Regions from separate parts of the Mus musculus genome. Here regions 1, 2, 3 and 5 are each linked to region 4. Evidence: chromatin contacts called from public ChIA-PET, HiChIP or PLAC-seq and promoter capture Hi-C data. All regions are on one chromosome and are shown on one strand. The core of a region is the stretch at or near the end of the contact, and the rest is flanking DNA. Distances in the headings are between cores, read along the strand shown. Region 1 overlaps Ncoa2 (nuclear receptor coactivator 2). Region 2 overlaps Ncoa2 (nuclear receptor coactivator 2). Region 3 overlaps Ncoa2 (nuclear receptor coactivator 2). Region 4 holds the start of Lactb2 (lactamase, beta 2). Region 5 overlaps Ncoa2 (nuclear receptor coactivator 2).

Evidence for each region. Promoter capture Hi-C pulls out the DNA fragments that hold promoters and counts their contacts. ChIA-PET counts read pairs in DNA pulled down with a chosen protein or histone mark. HiChIP or PLAC-seq counts read pairs in DNA pulled down with a chosen protein or histone mark.
Region 1: a contact with region 4 is called in an H3K4me3 HiChIP or PLAC-seq map of forebrain, with 5 times the contacts expected there. The contact joins the enhancer-like site here to the promoter of Lactb2 in region 4. A contact is called at or near these places in 4 of 39 promoter capture datasets (the 3T3-L1 cell line, the HPC-7 cell line, hippocampal neurons and 1 more), 1 of 15 datasets of contacts at CTCF or cohesin (pro-B cells), 1 of 484 Hi-C or Micro-C datasets (the N1E-115 cell line), 4 of 115 datasets of contacts at active chromatin or transcription factors (bone marrow-derived macrophages, embryonic stem cells, forebrain and 1 more) and 2 of 9 other capture datasets (embryonic stem cells and liver).
Region 2: a promoter capture Hi-C map of the HPC-7 cell line shows a contact between it and region 4. The contact joins the enhancer-like site here to the promoter of Lactb2 in region 4. A contact is called at or near these places in 7 of 39 promoter capture datasets (the C10 cell line, the HPC-7 cell line, hematopoietic stem and progenitor cells and 2 more), 1 of 15 datasets of contacts at CTCF or cohesin (the NIH/3T3 cell line), 3 of 484 Hi-C or Micro-C datasets (the HPC-7 cell line, cortical neurons and macrophages), 3 of 115 datasets of contacts at active chromatin or transcription factors (bone marrow-derived macrophages, large pre-B cells and memory CD8 T cells) and 1 of 9 other capture datasets (liver).
Region 3: an RNA polymerase II ChIA-PET map of memory CD8 T cells shows a contact between it and region 4, with 6 read pairs. The contact joins the enhancer-like site here to the promoter of Lactb2 in region 4. A contact is called at or near these places in 7 of 39 promoter capture datasets (the 3T3-L1 cell line, the HPC-7 cell line, HPC-7-derived erythroid cells and 3 more), 2 of 484 Hi-C or Micro-C datasets (the HPC-7 cell line and liver) and 4 of 115 datasets of contacts at active chromatin or transcription factors (astrocytes, embryonic limb bud, large pre-B cells and 1 more).
Region 5: a promoter capture Hi-C map of the HPC-7 cell line shows a contact between it and region 4. The contact joins the enhancer-like site here to the promoter of Lactb2 in region 4. A contact is called at or near these places in 9 of 39 promoter capture datasets (the 3T3-L1 cell line, the C10 cell line, the HPC-7 cell line and 5 more), 1 of 115 datasets of contacts at active chromatin or transcription factors (large pre-B cells) and 1 of 9 other capture datasets (adipose tissue).

What each region holds. Positions count from the first base shown.
Region 1 is chr1:13,187,620-13,190,338 of GRCm38.p6, reverse strand. It overlaps Ncoa2 (nuclear receptor coactivator 2), which reads left to right. Exons shown (of 23, transcript NM_008678.3): 5 at 149-252. Among named protein-coding and RNA genes, the nearest start is that of Prdm14, 62 kb to the right of the region's middle. Within about 2 kb of position 1,403, at least 89 of the 459 cell types and tissues checked have an H3K27ac peak or open chromatin away from gene starts, as enhancers often do. A contact at or near this core is called in the N1E-115 cell line, forebrain and hippocampal neurons, where this site is marked.
Region 2 is chr1:13,341,243-13,343,942 of GRCm38.p6, reverse strand. All of the region lies in intron 1 of Ncoa2 (nuclear receptor coactivator 2), which reads left to right. Among named protein-coding and RNA genes, the nearest start is that of Gm23169, 8.0 kb to the right of the region's middle. Within about 2 kb of position 1,417, at least 22 of the 459 cell types and tissues checked have an H3K27ac peak or open chromatin away from gene starts, as enhancers often do. A contact at or near this core is called in the HPC-7 cell line, bone marrow-derived macrophages and memory CD8 T cells, where this site is marked.
Region 3 is chr1:13,230,253-13,232,952 of GRCm38.p6, reverse strand. All of the region lies in intron 2 of Ncoa2 (nuclear receptor coactivator 2), which reads left to right. Among named protein-coding and RNA genes, the nearest start is that of Gm23169, 100 kb to the left of the region's middle. Within about 2 kb of position 1,297, at least 21 of the 459 cell types and tissues checked have an H3K27ac peak or open chromatin away from gene starts, as enhancers often do. A contact at or near this core is called in memory CD8 T cells, where this site is marked.
Region 4 is chr1:13,659,210-13,661,909 of GRCm38.p6, reverse strand. Lactb2 (lactamase, beta 2) reads left to right here and starts at 1,401. Exons shown (of 7, transcript NM_145381.2): 1 at 1,401-1,581. The coding sequence starts at 1,460.
Region 5 is chr1:13,212,753-13,215,452 of GRCm38.p6, reverse strand. The region is part of intron 4 of Ncoa2 (nuclear receptor coactivator 2); the gene reads left to right. Among named protein-coding and RNA genes, the nearest start is that of Prdm14, 87 kb to the right of the region's middle. Within about 2 kb of position 1,347, at least 20 of the 459 cell types and tissues checked have an H3K27ac peak or open chromatin away from gene starts, as enhancers often do. A contact at or near this core is called in the HPC-7 cell line, where this site is marked.

The sequences.
Region 1 (2,719 bases), core at 154-2,653, 470 kb after region 4:
GGGTCCTCCTCCTAGCCAGTCCCGCCCTCCAGGGCAGTTGGCTGCACTCTAATTCATTCATAGGCACACCTGACCCCAGCAGAGATTTTGGTGTTGATGTGCCCTTGGTGTGCACCACTATTTAATTTGCTCTTGTGTTTTGTTGCAGAGAAAGCAGCAGCTGCCAACATAGATGAAGTGCAGAAGTCAGATGTGTCGTCCACGGGGCAGGGTGTCATCGACAAGGATGCACTGGGGCCCATGATGCTTGAGGTAACCACAGCCTTACCTGGTTTTGATGCTTGGAGTACCACGCTCCCGTGGCTTTGTATCACACATGTTTCAGTATTCATGTGCTGCATTTATGTATGTTCAGGTACATATGATTTAAGGAGAATCCACATTGCTGTGCTTACTGATGCAAGTGGGAATGTCTATCTGTGAGCTCTTGCCCCAGCAACATTCTCTGTATGTGGAACAGCATAGACTTCAATTAGATGAAAATACGAAGTGCAGGTGTGAATTGTCAGTTGAGCACTTATTTTCTGAAGCTGAACTTGGACGTCCTATTGAAGGGTGGGACTCTTGCCTCAGGCTCAGGGTTCCTGTGTGCCACATGCCTCGGCCTGTGTAGACGGTTTAAAATGTGAGAGCCAACAAAACGAGGGTTATGCTTTTTAGGGCTGGTAATTCCAACTAGTATGTTTTTCTCATAGAAGTCAAGGTTAAAATAGGAAGAAGGAACTTTTTAAAAGCATAACCGAGTGACTGGCCTTAGGGCCTTAGGGCAGCTACTGTCTCAGGCTTATAAAATCCTCCTTGTTTTTTTAATGAGTACTAAACACCCAGTGCTTTACTGTCCCTCTTTCAAAGTTAAAATTCAAGATGTGGGCTATGGTAAAATGAGAGAAGAAATAGCAGTGAATAGACAGAGCTGCCTGAGACATAAATTATCTCAAGTCTCGTGGCGCTCTGCTCTGCTGAAGACATTCTAAGCGTAAAGGACCACGTGGTCAGAACCGCGGCGTTGTGCCTGCTCTGTGCCTGCTGCAGCAGGCTTGTGGATTCAGGACTAGGATTTTTTAAACAAAGCTAGTTGGCACTCTCTTGACCTTACTGTCCCCTTTCTCATCTAGAAACGCTAAATCTGCAGGTATGTCCTGTGTAGTTGGGAGCTCGCCTTTGCATTAACAACTAACAGCTCATCCCTAGGGGGCAGAGGGGCACTTCCCACACACTGTAGGAGCGGGAAAGAAAGCTGTGGCCAGGTGACCACTTAGAATTACATAAAAGAGCCGAGGAGGACAGCTTTCTTTAGAAAACCTTGTGAATTGTAAGCAGAGATTTAATTGGAATTTTTCCATATAACTGTTTATTCATTATGCCTCGGGGAGTGGGAAATAGCACTGAAACCCCAAGGAGGACTTTGAGGCCTTTAAAAAGAAACGCTTAGAGCAAGGCAGGCTGTGGCTTAGCCCTTGCAACAAGTTCATTAATTGTAGAAACTGGATTGCAGGATGGCAGTGGCCCTTATTTCATAAAATCAAACCAAAATTTTTGCTGTTTGAAAATAATCTTCTGAGAATGAGTGGAGTGCATTGAGGAAGCGCCTGTGCAAGCTGAGTACTAAGTCAGCGTGCCAGAGAGGAAGCTCCGGGATCTAGTGGCTTACGGCTTAACTGGAGACCTTTCAACAGGGAGAGCATGTGTGTGCTCGGAGAGCTGTTCCTAGGCATAGATGCACACTCATGCTTGCATCATAGCATAGCGGTTGCTAGGCAACAGAAGCAAATGTCAGCTCTTGCCATCAGAGCATATCATAGTGAGCTTTAAAAAACACAGTTTTATAAAACGAGCCACTTTCATTTTTCAATTTTATTAGGCCACAAATGAGCCTTCTCACCATACTCTAAGAAGCCACATGCCCTTTCAAAGCCAACACTAGTAATGTAGTATTGAAAGCCTAAGAACTCTGCTGAACGAACACCCAGCGGTGGCAGTAGTGAGAAGTAACAAGAGATCTGTAAGTGCCATGTGCTGTTGCTGTGCCTCTCCAGTGTACACAGCTTAGTGCAGCCTGTGTTGTTGGCCACTTAGGTTTCTAGAGTCTTGCTTTACCCTGAATGTGCATCATGCTATAGAGAAAACCTGACAGACTAGTTAAGGAAAGTCTAAAGCCAGTGGGTTTTTTTGTTTGCTTTGGTTTGGGTTTCATTGTTGTTCGCTTTTTTGCTGTTATTATTACAAGACAGGTCCTTGACCTTTAGTCCAGACTGGCCTTGTTCTTCTACTGTAGCCCAGGTATTAAGATAGCTGATGCCATCACACCCAGTTTACTTTTTCTTTAAACAACTTCTTATTTATACCCCAGAATCAGTTTTAGATTGATGGAAATCTAGTCTGACAAAACAGAAGCCTTTTATATAAACAGCCTTGGGTGGACCAAGCATTCCGGCCATCCCTCACCACCGTGTGGGGACTGGGCATGCTTTAAATGCAGTAGATATGTATCTGAAGAGCCTAAGTGGCATCAGCTGACTGGGAATTTAGCTTTGAAGGTGTCCAGGTCTTCTTAGACTGTGAAGGGAAACTCTGCTCTGTTCTGAACAAGCATCAGATGTAGGAGAGACACGGAGCTGCCATTGCCAGGGCAGACCAGAAGGAGTCTTACCAGGAGAAGTATCTGAGCTCCTGGAGTCGCTAGCGGACTATGTGCAATTTTCCTTCCATAACCCCTGAT
Region 2 (2,700 bases), core at 168-2,667, 320 kb after region 4:
AGTCCTTGTCCCTGGAGGTCTGTCATGGTAGTTTTTGGAAGACATCTAGTGAGTCACTGTTTTATTTAGTTCAGTGGCCATTATAGCAATGATACTGATTTTGTTTTATATGGCAGATTTACGGGGCACATGAAAAATAGAATTTGCAGGCTAGGGATGTAGCTAAGTTGGTAGAGTGCTTACTTGTGGAGAGGCAAGTTCGATCCCCAGCACCTCATAAAGTGGGTTTAGTGGCTTGTGCCTGTAATCCCAGCACTCAGGAGTGGGGAGGCAGGTGGACCCAATATTATCCTGTGTTGCTATTAATAGCAAAGTCAAGGCCAGGTTGGGTTATATGAGACTATGAGACTCTATCAGAAAAAAAAAATAATAATTAGGGGAAAAAAAGAAAAAGAAAGCAGATCCTGCCTCCAGGAATGACAGGATTGCAGTTTGGGGAGGGTCACTGGTCAGGAAGGGACTGACTTAGTAAAGTGCAGTCTGGCCGTCTCCTTTTGAGGGCCTCAGCCAGTGACTGCTGTCCTAATTAACATATCAGTAAAACTTATTGTGTGATACTTGAACTCAGTGAAAGATTATAGTAAACTTACTCACGCTAGACTTTGCCAACATTGTAAGAAAAATGGAATTGATGACTTTCAGGATATTGTAATGGATTGCTTTAGCTTTAGTAGCAGATTTTTAAAAGGAATGAATCAATAAAGCCATTATTCTGTGTGTGTGTGTGTGTGAGCATCGCAAGCATGTTCGTGCCATCGTCTGTCTGTGGTGTTGCAATGCATCAGCCCACATTGAGATCAGAGGATAGCCTGAGAGAGTCAGGAATGGCACTCAGACCCAAGGCCACTCAGACCCAAGGTAGCCGCTGCCTTTAACCCTTTACCTGCTGAGTTCTTCCTTGCTGTCAAAGGATAGGTAATGACTGTGTTTTTCTTCCATCTGGTCACTTCTTTTGGGCTCCTGTTTACCTTCACTTCCCTTAGAGACGAAGTTCTGTAAAACTACCCCATTTGTCTGAGAGCTTATTTGTGTCCTCCGAGTTGCCTGTTGGAAAAAGTCCTGGCCTAGAGGATTCCACAGCCTCCCCTCTGAGTGCTTCCTCATCAGACTTGTGGTTGCTGAGGGCAGAATGTAGAACTCTGCAGAATGATGTCCTGTCTCAGCCTCGCTCATGTCTTAGCGCTGAAGAGTGACCCCATGGACCATCCATCAGCCTCACATCTCACATTGTTGCTGCTGACTCCCTTTACCTTGCATTCGGGTTGTCAGACTCTGCACTGTCCTGAGCACCATGAAACCCTTGCAGTCTCTTGTACTTCCCAGTCCTCATCTGGAGATGGAGCAAGCACAGTGGCTTATAGATCTTCCCTTGTGAGTCCGTGGTATGTCAAGTTTCTCTTCTTAATGCGTTCAGAATGTGGTCAGTGTTGAGGAGCGCTGCACTCACACAGACAGGAAGGAAGAGCTGGAGTCTGCACTCTAACATCCTTAGACCCAAGGTCACTTCTGTGTCTATGTTCACTAGACCCACCTGAAGACCCTCGTTTCTTATCCTGAAGGCTCAGCTTAGACAAGCTCACAGCTCTTTTATTTCAGCGGGTCTCTCTGTAATAGGGTTTAGTTTTTTTGTTTTTTTACTTTTAGAAAGTAGGTGTTAACATCTTTAGCATTTAGATTTATAATTACTGAGAATTTTCTGACATTTTGAATAGTACCACTTAATACATGGAGACTAATAATCAAACATTTAGACTGGAGCTGTTTGTGGCAGGAGCCAGTTTTCCCTCAAAGCTGGCGGACTGTGATTATCTGTCCCTATGTACAGCAGCTCCACAAGCCATGCTACACTCTCCGCAGTCCCATTTCTATATGGTGTTGGGGTAACTACCACTCTGTTGGTAGTCTTTCACTGTATGTGGAAATATAGTCCACCTCCTGAGGACGAGAGAGAGGAAACAGTAGCAATTAATGCTTTATTCCCGCAGTGCTTCAGAAATCGGCATGCAAGTTCTCATGCTAGTCTTACTAATGCTGTTATTTTGAATTTGTTTAATTTCAAAACAGTGTTCAGTGTCTCCTAATGAGACATAGCCCCTGAAACAAGGTCAGTGTGATAGAAGAGGGAGCCTGGTCTGTCAATAACATGTGGATTTTAAAAGCCTCTCTCCAAGCGTGGGTGGAGCTTCTGAGGGCTAGGTGTGCAGTGGATGTGATGCGGATGGGTGCTTCCACTCTCCCTTGGGAACACTGCAGAGGCTCCTTCTGTGCTCCCCTGGGATGGATGGCTACTGCCTGTAGATTTGGGTTATACCCACTCCGGGCAATCTTCAGGAGTCTTGCCTTCACACTTGGTCTTTCTAGCAGTAAGACTGCTTCTGTGTGAGAGTGTCTGTTTTGACTAGCTTCTGCAAAATTGGGGTTGCCTAGGAATCCTGTCTTTGCCTAAAAATCTGAACTCTAGATTTTGTAAGTACACCAAGCTTCCACATAATACTGGATATTGGACCCAGGGTCTGGTGCCTTCGAGGTAAGCCTTCTGCCTCTGAGCGGCACCCAGCTGCTGGTTTTGTTTGTTCGGTTTTCCCGAGATGGGTTTTGCTGTGCAGCCTCTGCTGTCCTTGAACTCACTGTTTAGACCAGGCTGGCCTAGTGCTGAGATTAAATGTTTGTACTACCATCACCCTGCTCTTTCCTTTTGTG
Region 3 (2,700 bases), core at 48-2,547, 430 kb after region 4:
TTATAGAGCACCCCTGTGTAAACTCTAATGTATTGACCTATGTTGTACTAACAGAGCAGGTACCCCTACCTCCATCTGTAGTCCCTGCTGTGAATCCCAGCCACCTCTGAGTTGGTGGCTACTTCAGGACACCTCACTCTTCTGAACCCAGTGATGGTGTCTTAGACCAACCAAAAAGCCAGATTCTTGTAAAGCCAGATTCTTGTTTTCCAACCAGTTTATTCCAGTTGTACTTGTTACTATAATTGCATATTGATCTTGAAATTTGAATTTGAAAACATGTATTTGTTAGAAATAATAAGATACGTCATGTGGACAATTTCCTGTTAAACGGGGACATGTAAGACATCTATAGTAGCTGGGGGAGTGATGTTCTTTTAGGTAAACAGTGAAGAAGCACTCTTAAGGGCTTAGTAGGGCTGTGTAAAGATGCATGCCTGCAGTCAGTGCTATGGAGCCTGAAGTGCAGGGACCTGAGGTGAAGGCCAGTCAGTATTCAGTATTCAGGAGGCAGTACACCCCTGTCCCCCAAAAAGAAAAAACCTTAAGTCTTTTTAAATAAATAAAAATGGGAAATCATAGCCCCTTCACTGCAGGTCTGGTTTACACCAGGAAGTGCTGAGAGAGCAGTAAAGATGGATATTCATGCTTATGTACTTATGATGAAATGCTTAAAGTTACAGGCATCATTTTCTATAATTATCTTTCACAACTTTAGTGTTCTTAATCAGCCAATTACTATTTCTGATTTTACAAGGAAAGTTTTCTGTTTAGAGTGAAACTGAGACATCTTGGTGTGCCTGAGAAAGTGCCTAGCAACTTCCTTTCTTTAAACTCTGCGGTCTACAACAGTAATGGAGTCTTATGTATTGACCCACTGGATAGTTCTGAAGGATGTGTGTTTATTACACAATGAAAAAAAGAAAGATTCTATCAAATGATGAAGTAAGCCTTTAATAAGTTAGATTAAGAAAATAATTTCTATAACACATTCAAGTTTATAAATTGGTCTTTTCAGTGATCATTATGTCCTGAACAGATCACTTTAGTGCCCACATTACAGTTAAAATTAAAATTGAGGGACAATTGGGTCCCTCCTACCTCTGCATTTGAGTGCTGGGTTTGAAGGTGAGTGCCATTGCCATTCCTGGCAGGATTAACTTTTGAGTTCTAAAATGTCTTATGTGCCTTGTTCATGTTTCAGAACTGTTCTCTTGGTGCCTTGTTCTCTTCCTGTGTGCAGTGGTGGTGAGCTCACACAGGACGGGTGAAGGGCACGTATATCACTGTATGAGGCACTCAGCCAGTGTCAGTTACTGAGTCACACCTGAGTTTGAGTCCAGCCTGTCCTTTGGTATCTGTGAGACTGAAGTTGCTTTGCAAGCAGGTTAGAGAAGTTAGATAACCAACAGGGTGTATATGTGTCCATCTCAAGACATCAGGCAGAGTGAGGTGTGCAAAGTGTCTGTGTGCAACCTCCTCCTCCTGAGTGAGTGCTAACCAAAAAGCCCCAAGGAAAGAAGATGCTGTAGGGTGAGAGAGAGCGCCATGGAGGTCAGGAACAAAGCTGATTGCCTCAGGCTGAAGGCCTTTGACATCTTAGTCATTTTCTCACATCAACTGGGAAGGCTGTTAAGTCTCAGAAAGAAATTATAAGTAACAGTAAAGAAAGATCATTGAATTTACCTTTGACAAGTTATGAAAGTCTAACATAAATCTTCTTCCTCTGCTCTTGGTTTGCTGATTTCTTTACATTTATACTTAAGCAAATTGGATTTTAAAATGTTAGCTGGAAGCAGGCACCTCACTTGCAGTGCGGAGAAAATGGCTTATGGGGTGCAAGGAGTGGTGCTCTTTCTGTGTTTTCTCATCTGATGCCTTATTAAAAATTGTCTTGCTATTTCTGTCTAGATTCAAAGAGCCCCGTGAGTGCCTGCACTGAGGAATTTAGCCTGAGAGGACGCAGAAAACAGAAACTGGCTCTAGCCAGTGATGTCACACTGATATACCCCAACCCTACCCCACCCCCACACCACTTACATATTCTGCAATGAATTTTGCCAGTGAGGCATTTGGGGCTTGGGGGGAATTTCTTTCTCCCACTTTAAGGAAGATGTAGACATGAAAATGTCACAATGTAATATTTGTGTCACCAGTGACTATGAGTCAAGACATTCATTTGATTATAGCAGTGCACATTAAAGAGCCACCACCCGCTTCTGTTTAATGTGTTTATTACTGTCTTCCCAATGGCATCTTGAAGTGTCTTTCACTAAAAAATTCATGAGTATTATTGGCTTTCAGACAGAAAATACAATATGTCTTTTAGTAACTGTCTAATAGACCACTTTAAGGCCATTATACAAAAGTAAATCTAAGAGCAAAGCATTTTGGGGAGGAAGAATTTTTAGCTTAAACATTTGTTTATACAGTCTTCTTACTCTTGCGTAGAAGAGGATCTGGAACGCAGAAGGTAGTTGCCGACGCCATCTCCTTGGAGAGTAGTTGTAGGGTGTGTTGTTTTCTTTAGTCCTGGCAACTGCTGCTGTTGTAGTATTGAAGTCATTTTCTTTTTTTTCTTTTTTCTTTTTTTCTTTTTTCCCTGAGACAGGGTTTCTCTGTGTAGCCCTGGCTGTCCTGGAACTCACTCTGTAGACCAGGCTGGCCTCAAACTCATTTTCTTTTCTTTTTTTAAGATTT
Region 4 (2,700 bases), core at 152-2,651:
GAATACACTCTACATCTCTTTTGTGGTATATATTCATCATAATTTGATGGATATCTTAGGATCTGTGCATTTTCTTATAAGTAACTTATAACTAAAAATTTTAAAGTGGGAAGCAATGCTTAATACTTGCTGATTGGGAAAGGCAGAGAAAATTGGAAAAGACAGAGCAATTATATCACTTTCACCTTGGACACTAAACCAACCTATTTCCCTTGGCAAGGGTAGGATAGAGAGGAGATAAACAAGCCCCTCCACTCTGCGCAGATAGCACCATGTGCTCATGTAAAACAAGTGGAAGCAGAGCTTGGCTCTCCCAAACTCCAATTTACATTTATAAAATGGGGGGAAATTGTGCCTGTTAAGAGTTAAGAACTGCCGGGTGGTGGTGGCGCACGCCTTTAATCCCAGCACTTGGGAGGCAGAGGCAGGCATATTTCTGAGTTCAAGGCCAGCCTGGTCTACAAAGTGAGTTCCAGGACAGCCAGGGCTACACAGAGAAACCCTGTCTCGAAAAAAAAAAAAAAAGAGTTAAGAACTACGTGGGATTTTAAGAGTAGATAACTAATGGGGTTTGGGGCGATAGATCAGTTATTAAAGTGATTGCCTTATAAGCACGACAAGCAGAGGCTGATCCCCCAGAACCTATGTAAAAATGTGGGGCATGGTGTCTCATTTTTATAATGCCTGTACTGGGGAGATGGAGACATGGGAATCTCTGGGGCTGTCAACCGCTGGCCAGTCTGGCCTGGGTGGCAAGTCAACACTGGTGAAGGGTATGCACAGTTCCTGAGTCACCTGAAATTGTCAAATTGTCTTCTGGCCTCTGCAGATATGCACAGTCGCTTTTATTTTCTTTCTTTCTTTTCTTTACTTTTTTTTTTTTTTCCTGTTGTTGAGGATTAAAAAGTAATGTTCGGAGGTGGCCCTTGGCTAGACGCACACAGGTACAAGTAAGCATTGGTTGCCATCATTTATTGTAAAAGGTAAGCTATTCTTCAAATCACCAGCCTGCCATTCCTTCCTAAGTTGGTGACTCAGTAAATACTCCCCATACCTGCCTAGCTTGTGACCTTCCCTCCCCCACTTCTGGAGGTTAACTTCAATGAAGTAACTGCATTCTTCTTTATGGATATGTAAAGCTACTTGGAAACAAGGCTCAGAGACACAAGAAGCTCAGCGACGGAGCCGGCTGAGGCCAGTGCGGGCGGGTCAGGCCACCTCATGCCACAGTCACCGCGAACTCATCCCTCCACCCCACCCCCGTCACTTGGCTGACGGGCGTGCCAGCAAGTCGTAAGATAGTGGCCGCCAATCCGCTCCGGGCCACTGAGCGAAGTCCCACGTGATCCGCGCCGGGCCTGACGTCACGAGACCGCCGCCCTGCCCTCCGAGCCTGAGGTCGCAGCACGCTGAGTGACTTGGAATTCGGGTGCCGGCGGTCACCGAGGTAGATAGAGAGATGGCTGCCGCTCTGCAGCGCATCGAGCAGCTGTCCAGTCGGGTGGTGCGCGTGTTGGGCTGCAACCCGGGTCCCATGACCCTGCAAGGCACCAACACGTACCTGGTGGGGACCGGCAGCAGGTAAACGCCACCCCCGAGCCCCCGCAGCTCACGCAGTCACGTGGCAGGGAGGCAGCGAGAGGCCAGGCTAGCCCCCAGCGCGTCCCCGAGCTCTGCGGAGGACAGAGGGTGTAAGAAAAGCACAGGCTTCCCAAGTCTGACTCACAGTTTACTTGCTGTCTCGCTGCCCGCAGGTGGTGACCGAGTGAGTTTACCGTAGCCTGTGTGTTAGTGCACACTTGAAATCCAGTGTTTGGAACGCAGAGGCAGGAGGTCGCCCCCAGTACGAGGCCATCCTAGGCTACATAGCCACTTTCAGGCTTGGTTGGGTCATATAACTAGGCCCTTAAAAGTTTACTGTAAGCAATTGACTATACTAAATCCAGTCTCTTACAGTAGAGGGCAGAATTTGCTTCTAGTTCAACCGGAGTCTAAACCCGACAGAGCAACCCAGCCTGTGGGTAGGAGAAACTAACTCTTGCTTTTTCTACTAATCGTGTATGACAAGCATATCTTGTTTGCGTTTAAAGTCTCTATTATATTAACTCTTCTAGAGTAAAGGATATTTACAAGCATCGGACTCTAAAAGTAGACATAAAAGGTTTAGCCCAGAGTGAATCAGGCCAGGGGAAAGTACGGGACCTTTAGGCTTCCGGCATGCTTTTAGCAGCAGAGTGCCTAACCTCTAGAGTATGGTCTGAGCCCAGGACAATCTCTTCGATGTGCCACTTTAAACCCATTCTGAAGTCAGCACCTAAGCCGGAAATTGCAAATAGTCTGAATAACCCTGGAGAATGCCCTGCTGGAGTTTGCTGTATGGTTCCAGGACATTCAACACAGCCTGCTTTTCTTCGAGGGTTAAAATAGATGGCTGGTTTCTATGCAAACTGGATGAAGAAGTTACTAAGATGAACAGTTGCTAAGCACAAATGTTCACTGGAATCATATATTGTACTTAAGTAATAGTTTTATTTTTATAGGCTCTTTAGGTAGTAAGTAATGGTAAAATAATTAACGTGCAGATGATGCTACTCAAACTAAAGGGTGATTAGAAACAAATATTAACTGGGTCCAAAGCAGATGTTCAAGACTTGTGTCCACTGCTCCGCATCACAAAAAGGTCTAAGATGATAGGTGGCA
Region 5 (2,700 bases), core at 98-2,597, 450 kb after region 4:
CTCAGGTGGTCATAGTAAGTTGAGTGGATCTCGGCAAGTCTGGGGTGGAGAAGAGTGTAATCACCGAGCTCTGGGGAAGAGGGCACTGCCTGTGGTGGGGGAGGTGGGACATGGAGTGCACGCACTCATCAGTGTTCTGCAGACACACAGCGCTTCATGGGACCATTTATATTTTGGGGGACAGAAATACCTGGAAATTTGGCACAACACAGTTGATCACAAAAATAAGATATAGGACATAAAATAAGAGTCTTCCAGGCAAAAGAGACTTGCATGACATTAAAAGAAAGAACTTACTGCCTCTGTGCCAGGAATGAAGCTCAGGTGTCAGGTCCCTGCTCACACTGGCCTTGCCACATGTCAGTCAGGAGACACCTCCTAAACATTTCAGATCTCTCTCTGCAGAGACTGCAGACGGTGTGCTCCAGCTGTCCAAACTCTAGCACTTGTGCTAATGATGGCCCCTCCCTCTGTTAGCCAGCTGTGTACCCTGTGAAATGTGGGTTCATCTCTATACTATATGGGAATTCTGTGACTACCTGTCCTTTATTCATCTTCATCAAAAGGCAAAAGTCAGCTGCCACCATGGAGGTGAGAGGCCATCCTGGCAGAGTGCTTCCTCTGTCCTAAGTTTTGCTCTGCTGTCTTCATATCCTTTGATCTGTACAATGCCCCTGTAGAGTAAGTCTGCTTATTCTCTCAGTTTTACAGGGGAAGGCCTTGGGTTAGGGCTGGCTGCTCTAAAGCTACAAGGCCTCAGATCTAAATCTCTACTTCGTTCCCACGCCTGTGTGTTCAGGGAGCCTGTCATCCAGCCTGCCCTGGTGGTTTTGTCTGCCATTTGGAGGAAGTTGTTCTGAGCAAATTGGGTTAAGTGTGGACTCAGCTGTTATTCAGGATGCTTCGTGTACCGAGAGGAATATTTCTTACAGAGCTCTGTTTTAAAGGATAGTATGCATGTTCAAGGCAGGTCATGTTTTTCAGTAGCACACACGCACGCACACACACTTTAGGAGAAAAAAAAAATCCCAAGAAAGAATGTTATGTGTGGGAGGGAAAAGAAAAGAAAAAACAACAACTTGGTATTTAGCCAAAAGTAGTGACATTCCAAGCTTGTTTTCGAGTATTTGTTTTGTTCACTGTTAATTATAAAAGAAGAGTCCATCTGTCAGTCAGTCAGACTGGTGTTCTGTTGTCTCATCATGTTGTCTTTTCCATCTTAATAAGAGGCCATGTGCTCTGATTTCAGGAGCTGATATTCACTGACCATCCCAGTACTCATTGCCTCATTGGCCAAAAGTAAAGAGCTGCATGTGAGGGCCCAGGCTGGACCACTGTCTAGCAGAGCCAGGGAGTGGCACTGTGAGGGCCCAGGCTGGACCACTGTCTAGCAGAGCCAAGGAGTGGCACTGTGAGGGCCCAGGCTGGACCACTGTCTAGCAGAGTGTAGTGGCTATTCCTGGTTGTCAACTTGACAATATTTGGAATGAACTACAATTTGGAATTGGAAGGCTCACCAGTGACCCTTATCTGGAGGCTTGGAGATCCTTATCTGGATCTTGGTTTGAAGATCTTGAGCCATAGTGGCTATGGATTCCAGAAGATTGAATCTCCGAGTTAAGGAACACACCTTTAATCTGGGCTATGCCTTTCATCTGGGATTAAAGGTGTGGTGGAACACACCTTTAATCTGGGCTACACCTTTTGCTGGAGACAATATAAGGACATTGGAAGAAGGGAGTCTAGCTCTAGTTCTTGCTCTTGCTCCTTCGCCTGCTTGCTGCGTGAGACTGAGTAACTGCTAGATCCTTGGACTTCCATTCACAGCTGCGACTGAACCATTGTTGGGAATTGGGCTGCCGACTGTAAGTCATCAATAAATTCCTTTACTATCTAGAGACTATCCATAAGTTCTGTGACTCTAGAGAACCCTGACTAATACAGAAGTTGGTACCAGGAGTGGTTCTAGAGTAACAGAAGTACAAGGATGAATCTTTTAAAATACTGGAACTGGCTTGTTGATCCACCAGCACTTTCAACTATTGAAACCTCTCCAGATTCTCTCCCTCCTGGGAGCTTAGAGAATTTTGAAGACCCATGGTTGAAACTATATTCCGAACTTAAAGAAGCTAATGCCCTTGATTTTCTTAATGAATTAGGTGATTCAGTGCACAAAGCTTTCTACAAGATGGGGAAAAAATCGAAAAATGATTTTACTGGCTGGCTGCTCTTAGTATCTGTGGAAAGAATGATGAATGAAAGGAAGGAGTTGTGTGATAAAATTGAAAGGCTCCAGACACAAGTAAACGATCTAAAAGTTGCTAAGTGTGTCCTTGAAGAAAATCTTCTCTCTTGTAGCAATAGAGCTCAAGTTGCAGAAAATCAAACGGAAACTCTCATTGTAAGGTTGGCTGAACTACAGCGAAAATTCAAGTCTCAGCCTCAGAGTGTGTCGACAGTTAAAGTAAGGGCTCTAATTGGCAAAGAATGGGATCCTACAACATGGGACGGGGATGTGTGGGAAGACCATGTTGAAGCTGAGAGTTTTGAATCTTCAGATTCTCAAGGGTTTGCCCCACCCGAGGAAGTAGTACCCTCAGCCCCACCCCTTGAAATAATGCCTTCGCCACATGAGGAAATTAATTTTGCAGAGTCTGATAAACCAGCAATGACTTTCACTACTGATGTTTCTCAAGGCCC